Linked DNA regions of Hordeum vulgare: region 2 is linked to region 1. A link is a contact called in public Hi-C data. All regions are on one chromosome and are shown on one strand. Each heading gives the region's core, a stretch centred on a gene start, on an enhancer-like site or on the middle of the called end of the contact. The rest is flanking DNA. Distances are from core to core; before and after follow the strand shown. Region 1 holds the start of LOC123397871. Region 2 holds the start of LOC123398534 (xyloglucan galactosyltransferase KATAMARI1 homolog).

The links. Hi-C and Micro-C count contacts between places; a contact is called where the count stands out from the background.
Region 2: a contact with region 1 is called in a Hi-C map of leaf, with 4 times the contacts expected there. The contact joins the promoter of LOC123398534 here to the promoter of LOC123397871 in region 1. A contact is called at or near these places in 2 of 6 Hi-C or Micro-C datasets (leaf and seedling).

What each region holds. Positions count from the first base shown.
Region 1 is chr5H:88,014,140-88,020,422 of MorexV3_pseudomolecules_assembly, reverse strand. It overlaps LOC123397871, which reads right to left and starts at 1,513. Exons shown (of 14, transcript XM_045092392.1): 1 at 1,184-1,513. The coding sequence starts at 1,207.
Region 2 is chr5H:88,217,686-88,223,793 of MorexV3_pseudomolecules_assembly, reverse strand. It overlaps LOC123398534 (xyloglucan galactosyltransferase KATAMARI1 homolog), which reads left to right and starts at 3,586. Exons shown (of 1, transcript XM_045092997.1): 1 at 3,586-5,690. The coding sequence starts at 3,986. The coding sequence ends at 5,623. It overlaps LOC123396362, which reads right to left. Exons shown (of 3, transcript XM_045091316.1): 3 at 5,869-5,896. The coding sequence ends at 5,869.

The sequences.
Region 1 (6,283 bases), core at 264-2,763:
ATCGAGAACAACATGACAAAAGTGAAGTATGGGAGAATGCAGCCAAGGTACTAGCATCATGACAAGAGTGGCGGTCTGCAGCCGGCCAGAGCGCAGGCACGAAACTGGAAACTGGATCGCCTCGGGGAGGGACACGCAAGGGAAAGAAGAACAAGCAGGCGCGACGAAAGCTCGGTCGGGAAAGCGCAGCTAGCGGGCTCTCGCTTGGCTCGAATCATGGAGGAAACGCGGACTGGTCACGTCGGTCGATCACGGGCCGGGGGCGACACGACGCCCGAGAACGAAGCTGGGAAAAGGGTCTGCTCCACGTCCAAAGCGATCGCCGAGGACGGAAAGCTTTCCGGTTATGATCGGAAGCGTGGAATCTCGTCTTCGTTCTCTCTCTCTCCACCGGCACCAGCAAGGGCCTGCCTCTGCCTGCCTCGTCAAATCAAATCGGGCCAAAAGAAAAGCCAAGACAAGCAAAGCCGGAAGGAATATACTAGATGACCTCATCAAACGACACCACCATGAGGAAGAAGAACACACGCGTTTGCGTTTCCTAATCTGATGTAAAAACTTGGAACTCGTGGGATAGAAAACCCCAAAGCAACACCCGATCGAGCCGAATGGCGGTAGAACACGCGCATGCAGGGCAATCGGACGGAAACTGAACTCGCTCTCCCCTCGTGAGGCTGCTAGAAAACGGACAGAATAGCGCACAGGATCGGAATCAGCACTAAGAAGAAAGAAACTAGCATAATTAAGCACCCGATGAAGCAAACGATTGATGAGCAAAACCAGAGCAAATGCACGGAATGGTCGGACGAAGGACGCACAAGCCCGGCGAGAAGAGAACTGGGGCCGGATCAAATCCGTGCGAAACACCCGGACCAATCCTCCCAAAACCCCAAGGAACAGGGGCAAGGAGAAAACCCCAACCCAACCCCGAAGCCAAAACGAAGCGACCCATCAGAACCAACGAAAACGAAGTACGCCGGCCTCCTCGCCGGCCGGGCCATGCAAAGCAAAACACCGACGGCGGAGGTCATCGGCGAGCCCCACCCAAAACCGCAAGGCCGAAATCATCTCGTACGTACGTACCGCGAAGAAATGGATGGAATCGAACACGCAGGGGGGGGCAAACAAAGCAGCAACACGCAGGTCACGCACGCAGCAATGCAGGCGGCGCTCGCGCTCTCACCTCTCCCATGCGCGCGGCCGGCATCGTGGAAACCCTCGCCGCGCCTGCTCCGCTGCTCGTGGAGAAACCCCTCACCGCCCTCCCCGGCCCTCGCTCGCACACACAAACAGACACCCTGCGCCTCCGCTCGATCGCCCTTCTCTTATGTAGATGTAGACCAGTGCTAGCGGAGCGCTCCTCCTCTCCTCCGGCACCCACACACCCACCGCGCACGGCGAGCCCAGACTGCAAAAGCAGCACTTATCCTGCGCTGGTCTGTCTGCCTGCCTGCCTGCCTGTCCCTCTCTTGTGACTGTCTCTCTAGCACAGCATGTCTCGGTAGCCGGTACCCACCCCACCCGTTGCTCACAGCTATCGTGCCCCACCACACCTCCCTCCCTCCTCCCCCCATTAAAAGCTCCACGCTTTTTGCCGTTCCTGACATGCCCGGGGCGCCGTGCGCGGGACGTAGCACGGAAACGGAAACGGGAGACCCCGTCGCGGTCGAGACGCGTGGCGCTCCACCACCGGCCCCCGGAAGCTGCCTCGAAGGTGGCGGGCGGGGTGTGCGGGAGTGGGACCATCGATCGACCTCCTGTCCTCCGGATGAGCTATGGCTAGGGTAGGGTAGGGTAGGGTAGGGTAGGGGTGGGCGGGGCTCGCTTTGGTCCGCTTTGTCGATCATCGCCTTCCGCTGGGCCCCCGCTGCCGTGTCAGAGCGGAGGGGACAGCCGCTGCTGCTGAGCCGGAGCTGTGGGGGCGGCCGGCCGGGCGGTGCTCGTCGAGGAGAGAGAGAGGAGGAGGAGGAGGAGGAGGGTTTCTGCTGCTGCGCGTTGGGTGGCTGACCGGTGGGGTCGGAGAGCCGTGGCCCCGGAGTGGCAGCGTGCGGTGCTGGGGTTTTGCGGCGAGGGGTTTGGTTGGTTGGGAGGAGGAAAGAAGGTGGTTTTGTGGCGTATCTTCCTCGGGGCGCGCGGAGATAGGCGTGTGTTGGTGGGGTTGGTACGTACGTACGCTGTGGACGCATGAGGACAGGGACGATCGCGGGGACCCGGGGTGGACTGGACCGGCGGACCCATGGACGGATGGATTGACGGATCAGAAGCCAATGGAACGGGATAATGATTGGTGCACACCATCGCTGCTGCTGTGTGAACGAACGAGCGTGGGGTTCGTGTTCCATCCGTGCGTTCGTGCGTGTGTATGCATTGCCGCATGGGCATTGGCATGCCTTCCGGTGGGAAAGATTCATTCATTCATTTCGTCGTGTGGCCGGCGGAAGGAAGGAATTGCTTTGCTTCTTCTGTTTGGTGGCATGGATCTATCGCGCACCGTGAAGTTGCCACCGCGGGGGGAGGCTCGTGAGGAGGCGCGCACACGCCGCGCGTTTCCTTTCGTGGAGGGGGCATCGGATTGGGCCGGGCGCGCGTGCTCCTTAGGTCTAGCAGTGCGGGTGTGGCAAATACACGGTGAGAAACTAGTACTACAACCTAGCCGCTTTGTAAGCATGCAGAAAATGCATGTGTGCTGGTGTGAATGTGCTACGAGGAAGGAATCTGATGGGTTTGAAACGGGACAGCCAACGGGCTAGTCAAGCGGCCGTGCGTGCGTGCGTGCGTACGGTTAGTTAACGTTGGTGCGTGCACCGGGCGGGCTACATGAGGCGATCGATCAATGCGCGCGCGCGCGCACAAACGTTCTTGTGCATGCATGCATGCTTTTCCGCTTTGCTGCTTCACTTGGACCACGGGATCAGGTGTCAGGGCCCCCCCGATCGAGGGGACAGCCTGTGTGTGCGCCACAGGAGTACGTACGTAACCTACGATCGCAGGAGCTTTGGATCACCAATCAACAATCCGCGTGACCCGGGTGGTCGTTGTACTGTGCCATCTCCTCTAGTGCGCGCGCTCGGCCGCTGACGGGTGGGGCTGCGATGCGGGAGCGGCCCACTCGCCAGTGCCATGGGTACGTAAGGTTAACAAATGTTCGCATATCCTTCTCGGTAGGCGCGCGCGGAGGAGGAGGATGCTGCTGATGAATGATGATGATGATGATGATGATGGAAGCGTGTCGTTGGTTTGGCCTGCAGCTTTGGCATCGCACGGACCGGCCGGGTGCATGCATGCATGGATGGGTTTGATGGCTCCGTCAGGATAACTTCGGAGGCGATCGCGATGCATGCAGTTCCGTTTATTGATTTGCACTGCCGTTTGGGAAAGTCATCTTTTTTTTTTCCTCTTTCTTTTCGTTTTTCCAAACTACACTGCCAGGTAGAGTACACACGTACTACCTGCTCTGCTTCCTCCACCCGGCCGGTTAAGGTTGCCGGTCCACAGAGATTCCTACTGCACCCGCAGCGGCAGGCCTGCCCAATGCCACCTGCGCGCGTGGATGGGATCCTAGACGGGGCATACCCCCGGCGTTGCACACGCGCACGGTGGTATCTACTCCTAGACGACACGAGGGGAGCGGCTACCATGGAGCGGTCTACCAACGCGCACTTGGTGGAATTGCCAGCGTTCATGCATTTTGCACCGTGCAGGCTTTTCTGATTTGATTCATTCTGATAAAGGAACAAGGTAAACACGTGTCTTGGGTGCCCGTCTCTCACTCTACGGCAACTGCATTGGCATTGTATACTATCTTTCTGACTTGTACGTTGCTACAACAGCCCATGATCTGAGCGGGGTCGTGGCACGGCATTGGCGTGCCTGAACTGGCAGACAGAAGCTGCTCCTACCAAAGCCAGTGACCTGCATGCATGCATGCACGCAGTGCCAACGAACGCCAGCAGGGGGCGCAAAGCAAGACAGGGGCATCGTCAGCGTCAGGGGTCGATGGCGGTACTCGCGCGCGCCTCTTCTCTCCAAGGAGACAGCGGGAACTACTAGTACTTCCATACTTCCGCCCCAATGATCAATCAGCTATGTATAGGAGAGTAGAGATGCATGCCTCTCCTATCTAATAATCCATACTTGAGAGTAGTGATACTAAGATCCAAACGGAACTTCGTTTTGTTCGAGTTTTGTCCGTTTGGATCAACATACCCGTCTTATTTTTCGTTTGGATTGACCGTACGCCCAACACGTCGACCTATTTTTCATTCGTGCGGCAGGCTTGCGATCATATTTTGATCGCTTTTTCAAGAACCACATAAAATTTAATTCTAGATTAACAAATGTTCAATAAATTACAAAACATTGTATAGTTCAAGAACATAAAATATCTCGTAGTTTAACATTATATTGTCTCAAATACATTTAAAATAAAAGGTTGCTGATACATCTATTGGTTGCCAACATGAATCCACATATACCCAATTAAAACATTTTGCAGCGGTATGTGGGTTTCTCAATCAAGCATCTTATGATGAAACTCGACGAACTCTGCTAACGTTGTCGCTCCTCCATGTTCGGGCATAACATCACCACCCTGAAACTAAAACCCTTGATCATAGAGACGTTATGGACGCTCATCCTCTGTGATTATGCTGTGCATGATCACACAAGATGTCATCACCTTCCACAACTTTTTGATGCTCCAAGTTCTAGCAGGATAACGAACGATGCCCAATCGAGATTGAAGAACGTCAAAGGCACGCTCTACATCCTTTCTAGCACCCTCTTGCTCTTGGGAAAATTGCTTTCTCTTCTCTCCTATAGGGTTGGAGATTGTCTTGACAAGAGTAGTCCAGTGTGGATAGATACCGTCAGCTTGATAGTATCCATTGCGTATTGGTGGTCATTGATCTCAACATTGACCTCCGGACAATTGCGTTCTGCCATCCTAGCAAACACCAAAGAGCGCTGGAGCACATTGATATCATTGTGAGATCCGTCCATGCCAAAGAAAGAGTGCCAAATCGAGAGATCTTGGGAAGCAACGTCCTCAAGAATGACAGTGCAACCTCGGACATGGCCCTTATACTACCCCTGCCAAGCAGAAGGGCTATGTTTCCACTTTCAGTGCATATAATCTATGCTACCAAGCATCGCTGGGAACCCCCTGCTAGCATTCATCGCCATCAACCCTGCTATATCAGCAACAACTGGCTCTCTCAAGTACTCGGCCTAGACACAACTATGACAGCTTTGCAAAACCTATATATGGACTCAAGGCATGTGGACCCACTCATCCTGACATACTCATCAATGAGATCATCGGGAACTCTGTATGCATGCATCCGAATGGCAACAATGCACTTCTGATAAGACGAGAAACCAAACTTTCTCAGGGCATCCGTCTTGCACTCGAAATAGTTAGTATACTCTACCATCCCCTCCCGAATATGGTTGAACACATGCCTAGCCATACGAAAATGTTGTCGGAACATGTGGCGTTTGAAGAGCGGGATCGGGATCTTGAAGTAGTCCTTCCAGAGGAGGAAATGGTCACTCTCCCGGTTGCGGTTCAATGTTGGCGTGTGCCCCGGTATGGAGACCCTAAACATTGGCCGCTCCATACTTAGGTGGTCATGGACGACCAACGCAGTTCCCATGATCTCCCCATCATCGGATGAAGAATCATCCGAATCACAAAGAACGTTGTAAAAAAACTCATCGTCGGAGTCCATTTGTACCTTGTGGGCAAAGCGTCGAACAACTTGTTGGGGAATGTTGCATGGGAAACAAAATTTTCCTACGCACACGAAGACCTATCATGGTGATGTCCATCTATGAGTGGAGATTAGATCTACGTACCCTTGTAGATCGCACAGCGGGAAGCGTTAAGAAACGTGGTTCATGTAGTGGAACGTCTTCACGTCCCTCGAACCGTCCCGCGATCCGTCCCACGGTCCGTTCCGATCTAGCGTCGAACGGACGACACCTCCGCGTTCAGCACACGTACATCTCGACGATGATCTCGGCCTTCTTGATCCAGTAAGCAAGACAGAGAAGTAGATGAGTTCTCCGACAACGTGACGACGCTCCGGTGGTGGTGATGATCTACTCCTGCAGGGCTCCACTTGAGCTCCGCAGAAATCCGATCTAGAGGTAAAACTATGTGGTATAGGCTAGAGTTGCACGTGGCAAAGTTGTGTCTCAAAAAGCCCTAAACCACCACTATATATAGGAGGGAGGGGGAGGGGCTAGCCTTGAGGGACAAGGCCCTCAAGGTGCGCCG
Region 2 (6,108 bases), core at 2,337-4,836, 200 kb before region 1:
TAGTGAAATCTCTAAAAGGTCTTATATTTTGGAACGGAGGGAGTAGATCTTAGCACATTTTTCTATAGAGTTGATCAAACTTAAGCAAGTTTGATTTAGGACAAAACTAGAACTTCGGTTACTTTGGAACAGAGGGAACAAAATACAAATCACCAAAAAATGAGGTAGAATAGGGTGAAGGGAGATTTACTATGGTTTTGGTTAGAAAAATGGTGCACCAGCTAAATCCATCTCCTTATACAAGGTGAGTGGCCGCGGTTAGTAAAGTGTGGTGTGCGGCCTCTTCACTTGTTCCTCAATGAAGTTCGGGTTATATGCAAAATATGATCGATCTCTCTTTGCCATGTTAGTGCTATGGAAAATATGAAAATGTTGCCAATAAAATGTTGTGAAAATACAAATGAGTTATTATTGCTCTAACTTACACACACCCATATGAGGTAACCTCATCTTTCCCCTACAAAAAATAATTTGAGCTAAACTGATTTCATTATGTATCTCCAACCAAACATCGAGACAGACTCGTTTCATTTCATCTTTTAACACAAACCAAACGCAAGAATAGAATCGACCCATTCCAGTGGAATGGAATCTCATGAAACCACCATGACTCCAGTCCATGTGGTTTCTAAACCAAACACACCCTTAATGGCCATGGCCGTCACGGCCTCCTGCCGTCGAACTCGTCGTGGATCTCGCCCTCCGCCAGTCGGTGATTTCATAAACTGTTCACGAATTTCAGAGAAATGTTCACAAGTTCAAAAATTATCCACAAAATTCCATAAATGTCCACGAGCTTGAAAAAAGACCACGAATCTAAAAAAATGTTCACAATTTCTTTTTCATAATTTTGGAAGTTGTTCATGTCAGGGAAAAATTTCCATATAAAAATGAATATTAAAATTAATCTTGCCTTGTTTTGTTAACAAATTTAGAGTTTCTTCATGATTTTCAAAAGAGACCATGAATTTTTAAATTGTTCAAAATTTATTTATTTTATTTAAAAGAAATACGCTGATCTAAAAAGAGAAGAAAAAAGGATAAAGAAAAAGCAGAAACAATCTAACGGGCCAGCCATCAAGGCGGGCAGGGGTGCGCGTTTGGTCGAAATCCCCCGGGACCTCCTATGCGCCGCTCGTTGCGGCCAACTGCCGAGCGGACGTACAGGGGGTCGCCCGACTAGGCCGGCCCAGCTTTTATTTTCTATTTATTTTCTGTTCCTTCTTTTCTTTTCTGCTTTTTTTTCCTTTTTGGTTCTTTTTTTCTTTCTTTTTTCCTTTTCTTTTCTAATTTGAAGAAAAACATTTTTAGGATTTGATGAATAATATTAAAAAATTCAGAACATTTTTCGAAATAGAAAACATGTTTTAATATTTTAACAAATTTTGAAATATGAACAAATTTCAAATTCACGAGCAAAATTATAAAACCGTGAACATTTTTCAAATCTGGAAAATATTTTGAAACCATGAACAGTTTTCAAATTGTGAACAAAATTTGAAACATGAAGAAATTTTGAAACCATAAAACATTTTTTCAAATATAAAAAAAATCGAAACATGAATAAATTTCAAATTGTGAACAAAATTATAAAATTGTAAAAAAAATTATAATTCCGGGGCATTTTCTAAAATTCCAGCACATTTGTTCCACAATCCGGAATATTTTTCAAATTACGGAACATTTTTTCAAATTTCGGAACATTTTTTTGGAAAAGCTGAAATACTTTGATGAAAATTCCAGAACAATTTTTCAAATTCCGGAACATTTATTCAAAATTACAGAACAGTTTTATAAAATTCCGGAACATGTTTTCATAATCCGGAATATTTTCAAAATTCAGGAATATTTTTTCAATTGCAGAACATTTTTCAAATTCCGCAACACTTTTTCAAATTCCGGATCTTTTTCCAAATTTGGAACATTTTTTTAAATTCTGGAACAATTTTTTCAAAGTTACGGAACATGTTTTCATATTCTGGAATATTTTTTCAAGTTCAGAAATATTTTTATAATTCTGCAACAACTTTTCAAATTCTGGAACTGTTTTCCAAATTCGGAACATTTTTTTAAAATTTCGGAACATTTTATGAATATCGGGAACATTTTTTCAATGTCGGAACATTTTTTCAAATTACGGAACATTTTTTGAAATCTGGAACATTTTTTCAAATGTGGGAACATTTTTTAAAACTCTGGAACATTTTTTCAAATTCCGATTTTTTAAAAAAATTCCGGAACATTTTTGAAATTCCAAAACATTTTTGAACATAAACAGAAAAAGAAGAAACATAAAAGAATAAAGGAAATAAAAGCTAAAAATGAAAAACCAGTTCATGGAATCTTCTAAAAAGTTCCCAAAGCCGGAAAAAACCGGTTGGAAACCTCTAGAAGGTTCCCAACACCGGGATTGCTAATGGTCCGGCCCAAACCCGTCGCTGGCTGGCAGCTTCTGTGCGTTTGTCCGACTATTTGACGCAAAGAGCATTAAATAGGGTTTTCCCTATCCGCCGACCCGCACAAGGTGATTGCCAAACTAAAAGCGCAGGTTGTTGATGCGGAACGGAGGGCTATCGTGACGGGAATTTCACTAGAACCTTCTCAGTTCTCACAAGGCCAATGCTTTGCGCCGCGTGCGTCGGACGAGTTTTTCAGACAGTCACATCTAGCGCGTCAGATTTTGCTGTTACCCCCATTAGACCAGGCCCTTTCACCTTTTTTTTTTCTTAAACGGAAGGACATCCAGTCAAAAAACAACACTGCTGGACATCGGCCATGAACGCTCGATGTCGGACCTTGAAGCGTCACCGATCACCGCTGGTCGCCGCCCCTGCCATCGGTCTCCATCCCCTTGAAGCATCAGCAGCTCGCTGCTGGCCGTCGTCCCTGTCGCCGGTCGCCATCCTCGCAACACCGTGCTCGCCGGTTCCAGCTCGATCTCGTCGCAGCACCCTGCCGTCGTTTTGTAGCAACGCCGTCTTCGTAGAATGCTCGACCTTTTCATCGTTGTAGCAATTAGCCGCCGCTATCGTAGCACCGGACGCAGCTCCTGGTGTTGCCGCTCGCACCATCGTCACCATGTCGGCGCCTGGTAGAAGATTTTTTTCCCTTGCCGATTGAAGTTTTTTTCCTTGCCGGTTGAAACTTTTTACACGTTTCCAAGTTTTTCTTCCACGCCCATTGAAGCTTTTCCATGGTTGAAGGTTACTCCTTCGCCGGTTGAAGCTCTTTTGCATACCGTTTGAAGCTTTTTTGCATGTCGCACGAATATTTTCCGTTGTTGAAGCTTTTCATTCCACGCCTTTCAAGCCTTTTCCCATGGTTGAAACTTTTCACCTTGCCGTTCAAGCATTTTTGCACACCGGTTGAAGTTTTTTTTTCGTGCGGTTGAAGCTTTTTCCCTGCCTGTGAGGAGCAGCGAGGATGCGAGTGGAGGAGAAAGACGAAGCCGAGGAAGCAGAAAACGAAGGAATAAGATGGGGCCAGCACGTGTTTCTGGCCATACCATTCCCCGCGCATCCGACGCAAAGTTTGACCGGAGCGCCGGTACAAACGTTTTCATTCTCACAATCCCATAATTAACCCCCAAATCCTTCATATAACATTCCTGCTTGCATGAGCCCCGATCGAGCTGCCAAACAACAGCTGTACTACAAGCACGGCGAAATTTGGGTGGTTCATTGCCACATGTGTTGAGCATGATCCAACTAACGACAGAGAGGGAAGACAAATCAGGAGAGGTGACGAACAAATGGAAATACATCATGAAACACATATATGCATGTATGCATGCATGCAAGAAGGAATCGCTGATGCACGGCATGCATGTCCCCATTCCCGGAATCAATTCGCGCCTGGTAATAAGCTGTTGATGATCGGACAGGCGGGGGCATCGATATGACAGCCGGATCATATCGATCGCTCTGGCCGATTAAAATCCGGCTGCCGGCTGGTGAGTGACTCGTTCTCTACGACGTGCGGCCATATGGTGAATTTGCACGGATCGACGGCGGTCCGGGCCGGCAGGTACCTCCTGCCGCTGGTCTTCCCCGCGTGCTGCGCCCTGTGGGTGCTCCTCTTCTTCCCTTCTCCGCCGGTGGAGGTCGCCGTCTTCCGGCAGAGTTTCCAGCCGAACATTGCGTTGACGGGGCAGCGGGCGGTTGACACGACGACGCCATGGCCGTCGGAGCGCCGAGAGATGGTTGACACGTCCTCGCCGCCGCCGCCCCTGCCGACGGAGCGCCATGGCGTCATTAACGCGCCGCCTCCACCGCTGGCACCGGCACGTCAAGCAAGAACGGAGGTGTCAGGTCAAGCAGGGACAGAGACTCCGTCGCCGCCTCCGCCGGCGGTGGCGACCGACCGGAACCGGTGCGCCGGCCGATACATCTACATCCATGATCTGCCGAGCCGGTTCAACTCAGACCTGATCCGGGACTGCCGGTCCCTGTCAGAGTGGACCGACATGTGCAAGCACCTCGTGAACGCCGGCATGGGCCCGCGGCTCACGCGCACCGGCGGCGTGCTCCCGTCCACTGGCTGGTACGACACCAACCAGTTCGCCCTGGAGGTCATCTTCCACAGCCGGATGCGACGGTACGACTGTCTCACCACCGACACGTCCCGCGCCGCCGCCGTCTACGTGCCATACTACGCCGGTCTCGACGTCGGCCGCCACCTGTGGGGGTTCAGCAACGGCGTCCGCGACGCTCTCGCGGAGGAGCTCTTCGAGTGGCTCCGGTCGTCGCCGGCATGGGCGGCGCAGGGCGGGCGGGACCACTTCTTCGTCGGCGGCCGCATAACGTGGGACTTCCGTCGCGAGGGCGGCGGCGAGTGGGGGAGCCGGCTGCTCCTCCTCCCGGAGGCCAAGAACATGACGATGCTCGCCATCGAGTCCAGCCCGTGGCACGGCAACGACGTCGGCGTGCCGTACCCGACCTACTTCCACCCGTCCCACGCCGGCGAGGTGGCCTCGTGGCAGCGCGCCGTGCGACGCACGCGAAGGCCATGGCTATTCGCGTTCGCCGGAGGCGCGCGGGCGCACGACGGCAGCAGCAAGAACGTTAACGCCGTCGTCCGCGACGCGATCATCAACCAGTGCGCGCGGTCGCGGCGGTGCGGGCTCCTTGTGTGCGGCGCCCGTGGCCGGCGCAACGACTGCTACGCGCCGGGCAACGTCATGCGGCTGTTCAAGAGCGCCGCCTTCTGCCTGCAGCCCCAGGGGGATTCGTACACGCGGCGGTCGGCGTTCGACGCCGTGCTCGCCGGCTGCGTGCCGGTGTTCTTCCACCCCGGATCGGCGTACGTGCAGTACCGGTGGCATCTGCCGGCGGATCACCGCAGGTACTCGGTGTTCGTGCCGGAGGACGGCGTGCGGAACGGCACGGTGAGGGTGGAGGACGTGCTCCGGCGGATCGGCGCGAGGGAGGTGGCGGCCATGAGGGAGCAAGTGGTCAGGATGATTCCCAGCATCGTGTACAGGGACCCGAGGGTCAAGGCCGGCGACAGCTTCAGGGACGCCGTGGACGTCGCCGTGGATGGCGTGATCGAGAGGGTGAGGAGGATCAAGCGAGGGCTGGAGGATGATGTGGGGCATCAGTGGGATGCTTACTTTGACAAGTAGCGAAACACTCTTTTGCTCTCATTTTCGAGGCACAAGGAGGACACCAAATGCATGCCAATCAATATAATCTGAGGAGGTTAGGGCAACTCCAAGCAAAAAATGCTACATCTACAAGCTTAGAGCATCTCCAACACGCATGCCAAAAAGACACTTTACAACGTAGGAATATCATATTTTTTGCGCCCGAAAGCGCTGGCTCCAACGATTTCTAAAAAAAATACACGCGCGCCGTTCCACCAGAAGCGTTAAAATTTAGAGTGCGCGATACACATTCTACACAAAATCAAGATGATGGTCATAGATATAGTATAGATAGTTCATAGATAAAAAGTAATCCTCGTCGACAGTTCATCATAGTACTTAATAAAAAAGATAAACGATTCCTCGTCGTCTTCCTTTCACACGTTGGTGTGTGATTCCTCCGTTGTGGTGATGAAGGCGTCAGGCCACCGTTCATCGTCAGAGGACTAAGTCGACGCTCCCTT